3 separate regions of the Mus musculus genome follow, and all the other regions are linked to region 3. The links are chromatin contacts, called in public promoter capture Hi-C maps. All regions are on one chromosome and are shown on one strand. Each heading gives the region's core, a stretch centred on a gene start, on an enhancer-like site or on the middle of the called end of the contact. The rest is flanking DNA. Distances are from core to core; before and after follow the strand shown. Region 1 holds the start of Ruvbl2 (RuvB-like protein 2). Region 2 holds the start of Mamstr (MEF2 activating motif and SAP domain containing transcriptional regulator). Region 3 holds the start of Slc17a7 (solute carrier family 17 (sodium-dependent inorganic phosphate cotransporter), member 7).

Region 1 (4,186 bases), core at 81-2,580, 270 kb after region 3:
AACTGTGCGATGGCACAGACACGTGCCCTAGGTGAGGTTCTGAAAAATACAGTCTCTGGACAAGACCCCATGCTCTGAACCCAGACTCTATTTCTCTTCCTCACTGTCACACTCCTGGCTTCGGACACACTTTCCTGTGACCTGTGCTCTCAAGCACACAACACAACTTCCCACTTACTAATCTTCCCCAGAAGACCAGGGTACCAGTCTCAGACCTCGCAGGACACTGGGATGAGACTTTGGAACTGGTCACTGACTACATCAAGAGGCAGACGAAGTTTCCAGAACGCATTGTGGGATGAACCACGACTCTGTCACTCCAGGCTCTGGCTAGTCACTCATTCACAGAGAAATCTGAGTGTCTACATGACTCTTCCATCAGACCCAGGATTCTTTCTGTTGTTGTTTCTCTGTGTAACCCTTGGCTGTCCTGGAACTGGCTCTGTAGACCAGGCTATCCTCAGACTCACAGAGATCCACCTGCCTCTGCCTCCCAAGTGCAGGCTTTCACTACCATGCCTGACATCTAGGATTCTGAATACATTGTTGCCTTCTCTACTAGCTTCTAAAGCCACAATGAAGCTCCTTCCTCAGTGGTCAATACACTTCCTCCACATCCAGGAGTCCAGGTCCAGCCCTCTTCTATTAGGCCCAGGCACCCTCCCTAGCCCTCCTCCTCCTCCAAACCAGGCCTCATCCACTGTGATCGTCCCTCCGATCTAGGGATTCAGGCTCTAGCCTGCCTACCTCAAACACAAAGGTGCACACACCAGCCTGCTTCCCTCAGACCCTGGTATCCTCTCCTCCCAACACTTCCCACAGATCCATGTGTCCTCCCAAGCCCTCCTTGGCGACTTCCTCAGCCCCCTTCCGTCAGATTCATGCATTCTCCTCTGCTCTCTTCCTTTAGACACATGCATTCTCCTCTGTATCCATTGCTCAGACTCGGTGTCCTCAGCATCCTCCCTCTGACTCGGGAGTACTCCCCAGACCTCCTCCGTCAAACCAGGCATCTTCCTTATCACTCCTCCCTCAGATACAAGAGTCCTCTCCAGCTCCCTCCTTCAGACTCTCTAAGAAGGGTCATTGTCGGTCCTCCACATGCACCCAACACTTACCACGGTTGCCATGATGCACACCAACCGCCAATGCCTCAGCGGAAACGGAAATCGGCTAGGAGCGCGGTCTTTATCCTCTCTAGGCTCCCGGTCATCCAGTCATCTCTATGGCCCATAAGATATATAAAATTCCTGTAGGGGGCGTACACTAGGCCGCGCCCAGCCCGCGAGGCTAAATTGGAAAGCCGGTGTTCTGAATCCCGGGTGGGTTCCTGACGTCTCTTGCTCCTCCTCCTCTTACCTAGCCTCCTCCCCCCTCCTTCCCCCCCGCCCTGCAACTGCTAAGTCCGATTGCAAAATTCTGAGCACATTTTGTAGCAACCACACGTCCTCCACGATCCCTTCCCTCTCTGTCCAACCTTCCTCACCAAATTGGGCCTACAGCTGAGATTGACAGCTCTGTTCACCAATCACTTCCATGCTGCGTAGAAACAAGCCCCGCCCCCGCAGCTCCCCAGGAGCCTCTGGCCAAGGAAACTGGATTCTATCCGCCAATAAGTAGACGCAATAGCCCCCGCCCCCCAGCCGCCGACCAATCGTGCTAGACCAGCAGGGTGGGCAGTGCCTCCTGGCGGCCACGAGGCTTCACTGCAGCTGCCCGCCCGATTCAGTGTCTCAGCTCACCCTACCTGAGTCGGAGCGCTCTGGGGCGGGGGTGCGGTCGTGCAATAGGAAGCGGAGCGCCTTGCAAGCTTCCCCTGGGACACCCGCTAACTCTACCGGTCACCAAGTCTGCTGCGTTCCCAGCCGATCTCTCTGGTTTCCAGTTTTGGTGCTCGAAGTCCCCTGCCCGCAGTAGCCATGCCTCTCAGCCGCAGTCTCTCTGTGTCCTCGCTTCCAGGATTGGAAGACTGGGAGGATGAATTCGACCCCGAGAACGCAGTGCTTTTCGAGGTGGCCTGGGAGGTGGCCAACAAGGGTGAGAACGTCAGCGTTGGTCCCTTGACCAAGAAGGGCAGGCGAGGATGGGGCCCCGAAACTCCGTTTCAGACGGGAAAAGAGTTACGTGGAGGAGTCTTGGGTCCTGGGAAAAGCGCCTGTGACTTCTGTGTCCTTGTGAAGGGGCTGGAGTAGGCGTCCTAGGCCCTGGGGGGAAGGGACAAGAGACTACTCTTAAGATGGAAGGAGGCTTCAGGTTCTGCAATCTAGGGAAGAGGGCACTCAGAGAAAGATTCCTGGGTCTTGAAGGGAGGTTTTCGAGGGCCGAGAGACCTGAGATCTAAAAGTGGAAGGAGTTAGTGCATCTAAGCCCAAGGAACACTGGAGCTTTTGGGTCTGTGGTCCAGAGGACGTGACTGTGGAGTTGGGGTGTTCCTAAAGGTTGGGATTCATGGATTTTTCAGGGGGCATAGCGGACCTGAACCAGTGTAAAGCCAAGAGGGGCTTGGAGACTCAAATTCTTAGATACAAGGTGGGAAAGAGTTGGGAACTTGAATGTCGAGTTTGAAGGAGCCCAGGGCCTAAGTCCTGGCTTCCTATGTAGTGAGGTGCCTCCCTCCCTGTGGACTGGGAAAGCTGGAAGTCCTAAGTTGGTCAGGAGCTGGGCCCTAGGATGGGAGGAACCCACCCACAGTATGTATGGGAGATCACTAGCTTCTCGCTCATGAGAAGGCTGGGCTGGGAATCCCAGCAGCTGGGCCTTGTGGATCTGAACATTTCCTTTTCTGGATCCTGGGGAGAAAGAGACTAGGTCTCTCAGCATGTTGGGAGATGGCAGACTCAATGCTGTGTACTACCAGGGTACCAGTTTCAGGTGAGAAGGCTGAGGACCCAGATTCCTAAATCTGAGGTGGGGTCACAGGAGGAGCAGGGCCCAGCAGTCCCTGTGTCCCAGCCCAGGGCTAGCATCGTTAGGGGCCCTGAAGGTGTGGAATAATAAGTCAAGCTTCCCTCAGGTAACTGGGTAGCTGGATAGGGCCATGTACCATTTTTCCCACTGCATCTGAAAGTCAAGAGCTTTAGAGCCTTCCTGCTCCTAATTCTCTAAGAATTAGGAGACTAAAGAGTGCTTCCTGTGTCATGACCAGGAGTCTAACTGGAGCCTGCTCCTCCCTCAGCATCCTGATTTCAGTCCCCTCTCTCCATAAACTCAAGAGGGCTATCCTCAGGTTTGCTTTTCCACGACCCCTACCCTCCAGTCCCAACCTCCCCTGATTCCCAATTATAGGTTCCTGCCCATTTTCTACCCCAATACTACCCACATACATCCCATTACCTGCCAGGTCTCAAAGCTATGGACCAATGGTGGGGTTGTCTGTCCTTTTGCACTTTGGCCCACAGTGGGTGGCATCTACACTGTGCTGCAGACGAAGGCGAAGGTGACAGGGGATGAATGGGGTGACAACTACTATCTGGTGGGACCATACACGGAGCAGGGTGTGAGGACGCAGGTAGAGCTCCTGGAGCCCCCAACTCCGGAACTGAAGAGGACTTTGGATTCCATGAACAGCAAGGGTTGTAAGGTGGGACACAGCCCTACCCAGGGGGGTGGGAGTGGGAACTGCCAGCAGGGGCCCTAGCAAGAGGTGAAGAGAAGGTGGAATGGAGGCAGGAGGTGTAGTCAGAACTTTCCCAGCAGGCCTAGGGAAGAAAGCGATAGACGGGTATAGGATCTGGTGAAGTAGGCCAGTGGGTACCGGGTGTCAGAAAGGCCAGATGGATGGAGATGAATCTCAGCAGAGATCCTCAGACCCAGAGACTACAAACAAGCTGGAGCTAGGCAGAAAGATAGTCAAAGCTATGTGTTCTGTGCACACCTGCAATCCCAGGACTACGGAGGCCTAGGCAGGAGGATCTCGGTGTGTTCTAAGCCAGTCTGGACCACAAGAAGGCTCTGTCTCACAGTAAATAAAATAAAGATGAGTAGCCAGGCAGACAAAAAGATGGAATAGAGATGAAGAGAGGAGAACCAGGGGAAAAGAGTCTGCGGTGAGCAGATCCATGAACTAACGAGGAAGGGGCGTGGCTCAGAGGCAGAGCCCCTGCCTAGAATCCCCCAATGAGGGGCTAGGGGTGTGGCCCAGTGGCAGAGTCCTTGCCTAGAATCTCCCTGTAGGGGTCTGGGGTTA
Region 2 (4,023 bases), core at 798-3,297, 480 kb after region 3:
CTCCTCAGCCACTACCAGTTGGGTCCTGGCCGTGGTCCCCCACCAGCCTGGGACCCACCACCTGCAGAGCGGGATGCTGTGGACACAGGTGTGCAGATCCGGGCTAACGAACATTGAGATGTCTTCTTTATTTGAGACCTAAGAGTCCCTGTTCCCAGCCCTTCCCACTTTCAGTTCCCAGGGTTCAGATGCCCTCTCTGAAGGGCTTAAAGACTGGCTGCAATTATAACAGTAGCAGGGCTTGCTTACTTTGCGGTCCCCTTCAGTAAGTTAAGAAGAGTTCAAACATTTCATTGTTTTTTTTACTTAGACTTAATCTCTTAGCCTCGTCTCTCCACATCTCTTGCCCTAACCCAACTAACAGAGGGATAGGTTTCTCAATCCTCAGAAATCTCCCAAGGTTCCCCAGCCCATCCTCAAGGTTCCAGGGTACCTGGGACCCTATTTTCCTGGTAATGGGCCTTTTTTCCCTAGTTTTCTTGGCTTTTCAAGATAGGATTTCTCTCTGTAGCCCTGGCTGTCTTGTAACTCTGTAGATCAGGCTGGCCTCGAACTCAAAGAGATCCACCTGCCTCTGCCTCCAGAGTGCCGGGATTATGTGTCACCTCCTCCCCCCTCCCCACACACACGTTTTAGCTAAAATTCCCGTCATCCTTTGAAACACAGGGAACCCAGTCTCATCGTTTCTTACTTAAGGAGATAGACCACCTCACACTCATGCTGAGTTTTTAATTCGGTTTTCCTCGTACTCACAGGGGATATCTTTGAAAGTTTTTCCTCGCACCCTCCGCTCATCCTGCCCCTGGGCAGCTCACGCCTGCGCCTCACCGGCCCTGTGACAGATGACGCATTGCATAGAGAACTGCGCAGGCTCCGTCGCCTCCTCTGGGATCTTGAACAGCAGGAGCTGCCAGCCAATCATCGCCATGGACCCCCGGTGGCTTCGACACCTTGAAAACCAATGAGAAAGGAACGCGCGCAGCTTGAAACTGCATCGCTTCTTAAAAGGGAGCCCGCCTGGGCGTAGAGCATTTTGGGAGTTGTAGTTTTCCCTGCGTAGACGGCTGAGAGTTTGAGTTGTTGGGTTGGTAGACGATGGGACAGTGGGAAGATGGGCTTGGGATGTGAATGCCAAGAAGTAATAAAAATATCTGTGGTATTGACCTCACTTGTCAAGATTTGGGGGCCTTAGCAAAGATTTTTTTTTAAGGTGCCAGGGACTGTGCTTGGAACGTTGGGCGTCTGCCGAGTTTGGGGAGATATTTCTAGCCATGGCCTCAGCTTGCCCTCTAGCACGAAATGTGACCCTGTAGTACTGAGCACTGTCACACAACTCGGAACACAGCCTGGACCATGTTCTTCTGAATATCAGACCCCATGTACTACCAGTGAGAACAGGTCATCACCATCTCCCTCTTACCTACAAAGTCCAAACTTTAGCTTTCTCCCCCCAGTCCTTCCGATGCTGTCTGCCTACTGTGCACACCGCTGACTTCCAACACCCAGCACCTCTCGGGTACTAGTCCTATTCCATCAGATCCAAGAATGCAAACCTCAGCTCTCCTCTCCCATACCAGAGGCCTAAGACTCCGTCCACCACCCTCAGACCCAGAGTCCTGACTTCTGCCCCCTTCCTTTTTAGAACTAGGAGTCTGGGCCTCATGTTTGAACTTTCCCCTCCTCTGAACTTGACTCCTACTGCTGTGTCAGGAAAAAAAGAACCAACAGGTGGCACCTGCCGGCAGGGTCTGAACACGACCACCTGCCGCTGTTGCTCACCCGGGTCCCTCTCTCTGCACCTGCTCCTGTCTGTCGCCAGTGACCGCTCCACCCAACCCACAGCTCGGGACTCGGGGGAGGAGATAGTAAGGGAACCCTCGAAGTGAGCCAGGCCGGTCCTCACGGCGTGTGTGTCCCGCCCCTTTTCTGGGTCCTTGCAGGGCTTCTGATCCAAGGCTCGCTCTCTTGACTCCCACTCGCCCTAGAAAGGGGAGTCGAGGGCGGCCCAAGGCTTGTGGGGTGGAGCCTAAGGTCTCCAGCCTAATCCGGGAGACTCCACCCGCTTCAAGGCACAGCTGAGTAGCTGAGAGGAGCCTACCTGGTGAGAAGCCCCTGGGGTAGATATGGGGATTTTTTTTTTTCATTTTACCCTTCATTCTCCGTTCTGGTTCCCCCTTCTGGTCCCAATATCTTTCCCACAGAGCCCCGTGCATGACACTCAACCCATTCTGTTTCAGGGACCCCTATGTTTCCCAGACACTTGTCATATTCTTTGATTCCCGTCTGTCCTAGAATCTTCGATTCTAGTCCCTAACAGCATGCAGTTCTCGTCCTTAATCTCCTCCTCCTTCAGGGTTCAGACTCCAGACGACTGCTTCCTGCACTTTCAAAGGCCCAGAACTCCAGATTCCAATGCTCTCCCTCTTAGATGCAGGAGCCCATGACGCAGGTCCTTCCTGTACCGCCAAGATCCAGGGATTTAGACCCAGCCCTTTTGCTTCCGACTCAGAACTCCAGGCCCAAAGCCTTCTACAGACACAGCAGTCCATGCCCAAGTACTTCTCCCTCCAGCCAGAACTCCAGGCCGCAACCTTTCTTCAGTCCTAGGGCTCCAGGCCCCAGCCCGTGTCTCTCACACCCGGAGGTTCAGGACCAGCCCTCCTTTCTCAGACCCAAGGGCCCAGAGACCAGTCATCCCCCAAAAGAGCTGATCTGGCCCAGTACTTTTGTCTCTAACCTTTCACACTGTCTCCAAAATTCCCCCAATGGCAGCCTCCCGTCATCCACTTTGACCCTGCCGCGCTCTGGTGGCTCTGGCTTCCTCTGTCCAGGTCTCCACCTCAGCCTTGGCAATGACCCTGGCAGCCTCCTCCCAGCGCTCCCAAATCATCCGTTCCAAGTTCCGCTCTGGTGAGAGGTTGCTTGTCTCTATGCATGTGGGGAGGGGTCCCGGAGCCAGGGCCCAGGGTCCCAGTAACATGATTCTCTGGCATGCGTGAATCGACCAGTGGTGTTCACATACAATGTCACTTGTGCTATGGAGTGGAGTAGTAGATGAATGTGCACATGGCTTGCTAAGCCATAGGTGGTGACACCCAAGAGTGCATATGTTGCAAAGGACTTAAACTGACCTGTAGGCAAAGCAGAGGAGCAAACTGAGACCTGAAGTGCATGTGTGTGTGGCAGGGGGACCAAGAGCTATCAAGCCTTGAAAATGTCATTAGCCAGGATTTGTTGCCAATGCAAAGAGTTCTGAACACTCAGAGAGGAGCAGAAATGTGCACTGGAAACTCTTTGCCCCCAAACTGAGGGTCAAGTCTTGAACATGTGAGTGACATTCCTGTGGGTGCATGCCAGCAAGAGTAAGTTGGGGTGGGAAGTCATGTAAAGTTGTAGTGCAAACTAGAGTCCAGAGAGATTTGAGCTCCAGGGTTTAGTTTGCAGGGTGCTGGCTGTGGGGAATTCGAGGGGCAAAGGGGTGCGTGGATAAAAGGAAGTGAGAGGTTGATGAGTCAGGTTGGCAAGATGGCGACTGTGCCAGGGTGGTCACAGACTCCTGAAGTGGCAGGTGGAGCCAGGAGCATGGTTGCCTCTCGGCTGAGGCTGGCTAGCTTACAGTCTCAGGAGTGGCTCTGGCCCAAGATGCTTAGCTGGCAGGAGCAGGCAAGAGGCCCTGGGAAGGGAGAGGGAGCAGGCTGCCTGCCCACCCGCCCGGCCCGGGGAACGTAAAGGGGCTGGGCTGGGCACGTGTGTCCCGCCAACAACTGCAGCTCCCACCCACCAGCCAAGTCAGGCTCTGGACACTCCCTTCCCGCTTTCCCTGTCCCACCTCCCTTTTCCTTCCTTAGTCCTGCAGCTTCGGATCCACAGACGGAATCAAGACTGCAGTAAGTGTGGGCCCCCAAGGGGAGGGGATGGTGGCCTCAGTCCCCAAAGAGCATGCATGTCCAGCCCCACGAGAGCGAGAGCGAAACCCCAGCCTGTCATTTCCCCCACCCACTGGGCTCTGTTTCCTATTGCTCA
Region 3 (3,711 bases), core at 1,063-3,562:
CCACTCATGGCTTATGTATAATTTTTAAAGATTAAGCACAAAAGCCTGGCATGGTGGCTCATGCCTTTAATCGGGGCATTTGATTTCTGTGGGCTTAAGGCCAGCTGGTCTACAGAGTGAATTCCAGGACAGGTAGGACTATGTAGACAAGACACTGCTTAAAAAAATAAAAAATTAAAAAATAATCCAAAGTTGAGAACATTGCCATACAACTTCTGAGAAAAGTTGGTAAAGTCAGAAGGATGACCGTTCAGAAGCCAGACATGGTGGGTATGCCTGCAATAACATTCTCTGGAGGCGGAGGCAGTAGGATAAGTTCCACACAAAGTCTGTACAACCGCCAGACTTGTGTATCCTGCTCCAGGATGCGAGCAAGCAAACTGGAGACCCCTGTCCACGTGAGGGCGCCAGGAAGCTTTAGACTCTAAGGCTTCTTAGCTAAAATTGTATCTCCTAGAACGGGCTAATAGAAACGTGCAGTGGTGAGGAGAACGAGCCTAACTTCCAAGCGCAAAGGCCACTGGGGCTTGTAGTCCAGACTGAGGGCCTCCCTGGGCAACCTAAGGTCTAGTTTCTAGGTCCTAAAAAAGCTCGAAGATTGGGTGCGTTCTTCCTTTCTCCGTCGCCATGGTGATGGTGCGGGCGACGGCCCGGGATTTGGCAGCCGCAGGGCCCCCTTCCCACACCCTCCTCCTCACCATCTGCTCCTCCCTCACACCTGGCCGCGAGCCGCGGACGCCACCTCCGCACGCAGTCCGGGACTCCATGGCCACCAGGTGGCGCGTCTGCGCGGCTCAGCCTGCTGCCCTCCTCCCCGGGGACTTGTCAATCAGAGACAGAGCTGAGACCCACCATCCCCGCCCGCCACTCGATCGGCTTCGCTGGTCCCCTCCTGGGCCGGGTCATGAAAATTTAATCCCAAATGCATTTGTAGCCTGACACGGGGAGAGAGACGGTGGGAACACCAACACCCTGCTAAGGCATAGAACTTGGGATGCACTGGGAGAAGCATTGGCGTGGAGTGCTTCAGGGCCATTTTAGAGTTGGGGTTACCCCCAAGGGATGGGAGTGGAATTTACGGGTGGAAAGAGGACTTAGTGGGTGGGGACAGATCGTGGAGCCCGAGTGGAAGTCACTGCTGGGACACACATGGAGGAAGGAGTCAGACTCAAGGGGAGGAGCCAGGCACAGAAGGCAGAGACAGAAGATAGACAGCAAGTATGTAGGACTCCAAACATACTTGGGGAGCAGGGACAGAACTCAGAGGGAGGAGACATAGCTCAGTTGATGGGGCCCAGACTCAAAAGAATATCATAGAGTCTAAGCAACCGGACACACTCTTGGGAAGTGAGGAAGGACACCATGGGGCACGAACGGCAGTAGTGGTGAGCCTGGTTATAGCTAGCAGAGTTCAAAAGGATGGAAGGAGAGGGAGTTGAAACTCAGGGAGAGAAAGATGGGGTGCAGATTAAAAAAAAGTGAATTCAAGGGGAAAAGTGGAACCCGAAAAATGAGAGAGCCAGTCCAGTTCAGCGGCACGCCTGTATCCCCAGTATGCCCAACAAAGGAAAAAGGGGGCCGGAGAGATGGCTCAGCGCTAATAGGCTGCACTCCAGAGGACCTGGGTTCAGCTCCAAACACCCACATGGCAGGTCACATCTCCTCCAATGCCAGTAGGCATACAAATAGTACACAGATATATAATATGCTAGCAAAACATGCATACCTAATTAAACTTTAAAAGAATAAACTTTTTTTTTTCGAGACAGGGTTTCTCTGTATATCCCTGGCTGTCCTGGAACTCACTCTGTAGACTAGGCTGGCCTCGAACTCAGAAATTTGCCTGCCTCTGCCTCCCATGCCTGTGCCTTGAATTCACACAGATTCACTTGCCTGCCTCCTGAATGCTGGAATTAAAGGTGTGCGGCACTCAAAAAAAAAATTTTTTTTTTTAAAGAAAAAAAGAGTGAAGGAGAGGAAGCAAGCCAAAGGTCGGATGGGAATAGAGCTCAGAAGCAAAGAGATCTGGGAAGAGACTCAAAGAGCTTGGAACGTGCAGAGTATCTGGGGAGTGTATTATAGTGGGGAGCGAGGCAACTCGGAGTTCAATCCCAGGGACGTGGCCTTGGGGTGGACAGGTGGAGGCTCTAGGATGGAAGAGCTGAAAGAGAGAGGGGTCTAGCCTGCAAGCCAAGCCAAGAGAAACTGGCCTAGCATCTCCAGGTAGCCTGTTGGAAGGAGAGGGCGGGTCCTTCCTACAAGGGGTGGGGCCTCCTTTGGTGGGCGTGGATGCCCCGCCCCGCCCCGACGCTGAGTCCGCTACAGCCCCGGGCAGCGGGCACTCGCAGCCTGGTTCCCCCCCGAGCGGAGCTGCGGGGCCGGGCCGGGCCGGGGCGGACCCCGGGATCCCGGACGCGGCCGCCCGGGCCCGCGGGCGGGGGGATTGGCAGGGGACCCGCGTGGGCACAGCCACCATGGAGTTCCGGCAGGAGGAGTTTCGGAAGCTGGCGGGGCGCGCCCTGGGGAGGCTGCACCGGTGAGCCTGGTGGGGTTCCTGGGAGGGTAAGGATGAGGATGCCCCCTTTCCATCTGAGAGCAACTGACAGAGGGAGAAGAGAGGCGACACCCAGGCACAATGTGGGGAGGCCCACCCATCTGTTCAGGATTCCGTCCTGTCAGTGCTGTCCTTCCACTCTGCCTAGTTCATCATCGCTTCCCCCTCCCCCCTGGTCCCCCGCACCTCGGGCTCGACTTTTCTTTGGGATTGTGTGTCCCTCCCTATTCTCTGGATCTCTGTCCACCTGTCTTCTCGGTCTTTTACTTTAGATATGTCCTCTCTCTGGGTTCTTCTTCCCACTGGGTGTCTGTCCCCTCTCTCTGATTAGGAGCCAATGCGGGCGCCCACTAGCTGTCCATCAGTCCTGACTCTGACTCTTGTATTCCCCTTCCTCTCTTCTTCCCTGGACCTCTGGTCCCCACTTTGATCTGTCTCTCTCAGCATCTCTGACTGTTCACCCGCTATCTCCCCACCCTGGCTCTCTCCACCTCTCTCCTCTTTCTCAGGTTCATTCCCTAGAGGCTTTTAATCTGGAGCTAAAGCGGATTGGGGCTGTTAGTTCTTGTCCTTGAGGGGGGTTAATCTGAGAGGGAAAAACTGGGGTATCCTAGGTTCTGGGGGTGAGGGGGATGAAGGGAGTTTCAGGCCACAAAACCAAATTAATCTTGCGGGTAATATGGACTTCCCAAGGGATATAAGCTAGAACTGGGCGATATTTGCTCCCACCAAGGGCCATGATTCTAGTGACCCCAGTGTCCCTTGAGGTAGCCTGGACACCTCCCAGCCTCTCACCCCCAACCCCAGCTCTGGCTCCAAGTCAGAGAAATTACTCAGCTCTTGAGAGGCCTAAAAATATCTATCCACAGTGCGGGGAGGAGATGGCCTCGTGGGCATAGTGCCCTCCACACAGGGCCCTAGTCCACCTTTACATGTTCCTCAGTCCATCTTACTGGGCCACCCGAGGATTATGCTAGTGATGGTCCAGCTTGCTGTACCTCACCTCCTAGATCCAAAGTTAACCCCAACCTCTAGTAACATGAGAGGGATGAGGTGGACAGAGGAAGGCAGGAAGGTGCAGTGTGTGTATGTGGCGGCGGGGGGTGGGGGGGAGGCGAGCTGTGGAGGGGGGAGCTGAGACAGCTTCACCTCTTCAT

Evidence for each region. Promoter capture Hi-C pulls out the DNA fragments that hold promoters and counts their contacts.
Region 1: a promoter capture Hi-C map of second pharyngeal arch cranial neural crest shows a contact between it and region 3. The contact joins the promoter of Ruvbl2 here to the promoter of Slc17a7 in region 3. A contact is called at or near these places in 19 of 39 promoter capture datasets (the 3T3-L1 cell line, 3T3-L1-derived adipocytes, the C10 cell line and 14 more), 2 of 15 datasets of contacts at CTCF or cohesin (embryonic stem cells and large pre-B cells), 16 of 484 Hi-C or Micro-C datasets (B cells, the G1E-ER4 cell line, the HL-1 cell line and 7 more), 23 of 115 datasets of contacts at active chromatin or transcription factors (the 230-238 cell line, the SCID.adh cell line, acute myeloid leukemia and 15 more) and 5 of 9 other capture datasets (adipose tissue, embryonic stem cells, liver and 2 more).
Region 2: a contact with region 3 is called in a promoter capture Hi-C map of liver, with 3 times the contacts expected there. The contact joins the promoter of Mamstr here to the promoter of Slc17a7 in region 3. A contact is called at or near these places in 6 of 39 promoter capture datasets (the C10 cell line, cranial neural crest, liver and 1 more) and 2 of 115 datasets of contacts at active chromatin or transcription factors (acute myeloid leukemia and bone marrow-derived macrophages).

The regions. Positions count from the first base shown.
Region 1 is chr7:45,433,134-45,437,319 of GRCm38.p6, forward strand. Ruvbl2 (RuvB-like protein 2) reads right to left here and starts at 1,331. Exons shown (of 15, transcript NM_011304.3): 1 at 1,119-1,331. The coding sequence starts at 1,130. Gys1 (glycogen synthase 1, muscle) reads left to right here and starts at 1,706. Exons shown (of 16, transcript NM_030678.3): 1 at 1,706-2,037; 2 at 3,399-3,580. The coding sequence starts at 1,920.
Region 2 is chr7:45,637,930-45,641,952 of GRCm38.p6, forward strand. It overlaps Mamstr (MEF2 activating motif and SAP domain containing transcriptional regulator), which reads left to right and starts at 2,048. Exons shown (of 10, transcript NM_172418.2): 1 at 2,048-2,101; 2 at 2,773-2,910; 3 at 3,849-3,887. The coding sequence starts at 2,853. It overlaps Rasip1 (Ras interacting protein 1), which reads left to right. Exons shown (of 12, transcript NM_028544.1): 11 at 1-88; 12 at 756-1,163. The coding sequence ends at 955. A030001D20Rik (RIKEN cDNA A030001D20 gene) reads right to left here and starts at 829. Exons shown (of 2, transcript NR_152217.1): 1 at 754-829.
Region 3 is chr7:45,161,609-45,165,319 of GRCm38.p6, forward strand. It overlaps Slc17a7 (solute carrier family 17 (sodium-dependent inorganic phosphate cotransporter), member 7), which reads left to right and starts at 2,313. Exons shown (of 12, transcript NM_182993.2): 1 at 2,313-2,536. The coding sequence starts at 2,475.